Regions from separate parts of the Gossypium hirsutum genome. Here region 1 is linked to region 2. Evidence: chromatin contacts called from public Hi-C data. All regions are on one chromosome and are shown on one strand. Each heading gives the region's core, a stretch centred on a gene start, on an enhancer-like site or on the middle of the called end of the contact. The rest is flanking DNA. Distances are from core to core; before and after follow the strand shown.

What was found. Hi-C and Micro-C count contacts between places; a contact is called where the count stands out from the background.
Region 1: a Hi-C map of fibers shows a contact between it and region 2, with 2.6 times the contacts expected there. The contact joins the promoter of LOC107903891 here to the enhancer-like site in region 2. A contact is called at or near these places in 10 of 34 Hi-C or Micro-C datasets (callus, fibers, hypocotyl and 2 more).

What each region holds. Positions count from the first base shown.
Region 1 is chrD05:50,970,231-50,972,930 of Gossypium_hirsutum_v2.1, forward strand. LOC107903891 reads left to right here and starts at 1,447. Exons shown (of 11, transcript XM_016830072.2): 1 at 1,447-1,828.
Region 2 is chrD05:50,929,889-50,932,588 of Gossypium_hirsutum_v2.1, forward strand. No RefSeq gene overlaps it. Among protein-coding and RNA genes, the nearest start is that of LOC107903888, 19 kb to the left of the region's middle. Within about 2 kb of position 1,298, at least 6 of the 9 cell types and tissues checked have an H3K27ac peak or open chromatin away from gene starts, as enhancers often do. A contact at or near this core is called in fibers, where this site is marked.

The DNA.
Region 1 (2,700 bases), core at 197-2,696, 40 kb after region 2:
TAGTTTTTAGATTTTTTTTAATTTTTATTGATTTTCATCATTTTTCCATCACTTGGTAGAGTTAACTAAAATGATGGAGGACCATTAATTTTAGTGGTCAACTGCTAAAATTAATAATCAAAGAGCCTTTTTGATGGATTTTGGCAAAGCATGACTAATTGTTTTCTTTTAAAAAGTTTGAGTGCTTTTTACACACTTAAGCCATATATTTATTATATAAGTTTTTAGAGTAAACTGCATTAATAGTCATCAAACCATGATTTTTTTGTCCCTCAAATATGAAAAGTTACAAAATGGTCGTTCAACTATTCAATTTTATCTTTTTTGTGCACTTAACTATCTTAGATTTTTGGGTGATTCTATTTATATGTTATCCTGTTAGTGATGAAAAAAAAATTGAATAGTTGAGTGATCATTTTTTAACTTTTCATAGTTGAGTGACAAAAAAAGAAACATTCATGATTGGGTGACCTCTATCGTAGTTTACTTCAAAAAAATGGTCTTAGTGTCATGGGGTTAGACCTTTTGTTTCACAATTCGTTAGGCTTTAAGCGATTTCTTCGATTTAAATGCGCCTAAGTCAGCCTAACACTCACAAAGTTAGGATTATTGCAGAATTATTCCAAGGCACCGACAATATAGTGGAAGCAACTCAAAAGAACAAAATAACCACAATAAAGCAAAAGTACGCCAAGTACTTGAGTAAATGCTCTCAATTAGTATTCTCTTATTAATGAAGGATTACAAATGAATTCAATGGTTGATTACAAAAGAGGGTCCCTCTCTCTATTTATAATTTAGCTCCCCCGAATCCAATTGTACTACTAAATTTATATCGATGAACTCGATCGAAGCCTATCTAACATTTGACTATTTAATTTACAATCCACATGTTACCATTGATTAAAGACAAAATAACCCTCAAACCAGTGATGAATTTTGAGACTAAATTTTGGGAAGTTTGACTAAAATTTTAGGAGTTTAATAAGATTATTTAAAAAAAATTAAAGGTCTAATTAAAATTTTTAAAAACTTAAAAAAAATAGATGAGCTTAAATTTAAAAAAAAATTAAAAGGAATAATGTAAATTAAAATTTGAAATACAATTAAAGGGAAAAAATAAAAATTTCTAAAAATTTTGGGGAGTGATCTGGATCTACTTGACTTCTACAAATAATGGATTGGAATCCATTATTTGACTTTACTAAATTTGAATATTCCATATATAATTTTATTAAATCATATTTTAATTCGGATAGTAGAAATACTTTGGTTTAAAGAGATATTCAAAATTTAAAGCAATTATGGATACGGGTTGAGATTTTAAAGCAGTTATGTAAATAGAATTATGATACTACTGTAATCTCTATTTGGAAAAACGGATTTGGTCTCAGAATAAAATAGCAAGTTAAGGATTCATTCATCAAAACCCTTTCACAGTTTCTCTTTTGTTTACTTTGTTGATTTTTTTGATAATGCATCGGACCATTTAATCAGGCTCAAAAGTTTGTTTAAAAAATTACAAAAAACGAAACCCATTTTCAAAATGGACCAGACCTTGGCTCAGGCTCGTCCCAAATTTTTAATACTGATATTTTAATTATTTTAATGTTTAGGTATACCTCCCAGCCTCCCATCGAGTCCCCTCCCCTCCCCCTTAATCCCAAATCAGTTCCGTCGACAGCCGTCTCCATTCCGGCGGCCACTTCGTCTCCCACTTCCTCTGTCGCCGGCGCCCACCTGATTTCAGCCCCAATCCCTGTCTTCTGCTTCCTCTGTTGCTTTCTTCCACTGTTGTGGCAGGACTGAGAACTTGAACCCAACTCAGGTAAGGCTTTAAATATCATCACCAGTCCTTCCAAGTTGCCAGTATTTCTCTGATAACTACGCTTAGACTTAATTTTGGGTGCCGGGTGCAAACCTGACCGAGCATTTCACTGTTATGGGCCCATCATTTATCCCTTTGTGCTTAATTTGTATGTTATGTAAATATCAAACTAAATAGTTGTTTGCTGCAGATATATATATATTTTGTTGGTATGAACTTTGGAATTTCCAGCATGATAATGTACAGAGAAAAAGTGGGATAACAGTGTATATTCTGCTATGTGAATGACAAATTCGTTTATTATTGCTTTGAAGTTTGATAGAATCTTGAAGTTCCTTGATTTCCCAAAGTAAAATCCCTGAAAGAACAAACGAAACAGTGGTGCATTAGGGAGGATCCCACTGTAATCTCCCTTTCCCTCTCATTTTGCACTGGTTTGTTAATCTGTAAGCAATAACAATAAGAATAAGAACAATAATAACAATAATAACAATAATAACAACAAAACAATAACAAGAAGAACAAGAACAATAATAACAACAATAATAAGAATAAGAATAATAATTATAATATATTATTATTATTGGATTTTAAAATAATACCGATTTTTTATAAAAAAGAAAATTGCAAACATTAATTTATAGGATTTTAAATCGAATTCATGAAGATTTAGGGGGATTCAGATTCATGGAATAAGTTCTATTTTTATCAAAACCGGAGTAAAGATAAAAGAGAGCACTATCTTTTGTTTTCTTTTTCTTTTGTATTACACATGATTTGAGATCGCTAATCTCAGACAAGATTGTGAGAGTTACACATGATTCTTCACTCGTTAATGGAGTTTACTATGATATCTAAGATCATAAAAAACA
Region 2 (2,700 bases), core at 48-2,547:
TCTCTATAGCAATTTGCAATGGGCCAAATGTTAAGCTTTCTTCCATTAATAAGAACAAACCCAACTAAAAGGGACTTCATTAATACCAAAAGTCGAAAACACATAAAAAGGAGACTAAAATCGATAAGTTCGCAAAGTCCATTTACAAAAAAGTACATACCTGAGATATTTGAACTTCTGATTTGAGCTTCGACAGATTGGATTCTTGAGTCATTTCACTCTATCAAGACAAAAATTAAGTTTCCATAGTGAATACAACGTATGGAAGCATTAAAAAAAAAAGAGCTTACTTTCCGCATCTCAAACTTGGAAACAACTGAAAAAGACACATTTTCTAAGCTGTCATTCAAAACTTCAGTCATGGCTGCTGTTATTGCCTCGGCTTGCTTCGAAGCCAGACCTTCCGCCTCTAACCTCCTAACCTATAAGTATAATGCACCATATCTTCAAATACTTTCAAGATTCCATGAGATGCAATGTGCCTACAATTTTCACAAAAGAAGCAAAATTTTAGGCAGAGACTTAAGATGGGTTTGGATGGGTGATTAGGTGCAGTGCGGTGCATTTAGCTTAACTTTTGTCTTACGCTACAGTATCGCTACGTTATCTAATCTCACCGCCACCGCTGTTTTTACACTAACCGTAGGTAAACACATCGTCGATCCAAACCCAACCTTAAAGTCTTAAAACTTCTCGTCAAAAAAGCTGCAAATTTCCAGAATAAAGTCATTGGTGAATAATAGTTCAACCTGAAACAAAAAATAAAGAGTAGAAACTTCAATGCATGTTGTCTTTCCAAATACTCAAACAGTTTACACAACTCAAATTCAAGTCCAACAGAGTTCACTGAAATGCTGATCCTTAAAGAAAGCGGCACTTTAAAAAAAAAAGAGTTACCGATGAATGTCATAAACCCTAATACTTATGTAAATTGTATATGCAAATCCTCATAGATACTGTACAATAACATTCTATCTTTACCCTTTGTTTGGTCAGTAGGAAAATGTGAAACAAACAGAAAATCAACCAAGCAAAACCCAAAACTTTCAGCTACTTTTTTCCTACACTTCCCATTTAACCAAAATCAAAATGAGGAAAAAGAAAGATCAAATGTATAAGAACTTACCGTCTTAGCTAAGATGGAAATTAGGTGCATGATGACAGACAAATGGATACGATGCAAATGAAAAGGGTTAAAAAAAAAAAAGAGAAGATGAACAATTTTTAATGGAGAAACTAAAGAAAGTTCTCTAAAAATAATCTTAGAAAAATAAAATTCGTAAGCAGATTGGAGAGGGTGAGATCCGACAAGGTCGCTCTTAACGCCGTGGAGAACGAATCGCAGCGCGTCGTTCTACTCCTCCAATTTCCTGACTTTTTTCGTTTGGGATATTGTGAACAAATCAGTACGAATTTGGGATTTTTTAGTTTTTGGGTTTTAGGGGGAAATTTGGGAAAAAATCGGCTCCAATTTTTTTTAAGCAAAATGAATTTTGTGGCATTTGTATAAAGCTGCCGTTATTGCTTATCTTTTGCGGTATTTTTAAAAAATGTCACAAAAAATTATTTTATTTTGAATAAAATGATATTGTTTTGTTCTGTTAAAATTTTTTTATTTTATCGTCTAAAATTTATTAGTTAAGTGATTTTATTTATTTATCAATTTTTTTAAAAATCTAATATTTAAATATATCAAGTGATTTAGATTAAATAATTTTAAATTTAAAAGCATTAATTGATTGTATTAAATGGTTGTAATTAATTATTAAGTTAGAATTATTCAATGTAAGCAATCAATCTTTCACATATCAAATTTCTATTAAAGATTGAAACTTTAATCATGATTTTATATTATTCTTTTCTGATCTAATCTCTATTTTATTAGAGATATTTCTTTTTAACTAAAATATAACTATTTTGCTAGATGTTTGATGTGGAATGATTTTAGTTTTTGTATTTCATTTTTATTTGTTATAAATTGGACCTATCCAAAATAGATAGTTACATATCCATATCAATCTGTTGCTTTTATTTATTTATTTATCAATGTTTTTTTTTAAATCTAATATTTAAATATATCAAATGGTTTAGATTAAATATTAATTTTAAATATAAAAGCATTAATTAATTGTATAAAATTTCATCATTTAACAAATCTAAAGTAAACCTTAAATCCTAAACCATTTAATATATATAAAATTTATCTATTATCTCTTAAATAATTTAAACTATAATCATAATTTTAATATATTAAAATTAATATTATCTCTTTTACAATTACATAAGAAATTATTTAATATATAAATTAAAAAACACAAATTAATCTAAACCCTAAACCCCTAACCTTAATCTTCTAAACCCTAAACCCTAAAACATAAACCCTAAACCCATAACCCATAACCCTTAACCCCTAACCCTTAAACACCAACCCTTAAACCATAAAGCATAATCCATAATCCTTAAACCTTAAAATAGTAACTCCTAAATCTTAAACCCTAAACCCTAAACCCTAAACTATAATGATAATTAATTCAATATTTTAAAATTAATACTATCTCTAGAGATAGAGCATTAGCGGCGCTTCTTCAAAAACGCCGCTAAAGTCTTGAAAAAGAGCCGCTAAAGCCCAAAAAACTCTAAAAATGCCGCTAATGCTCATTTTTAGCGGCATTTTCCAAAAAGTGGGGTTAATGCTCGATC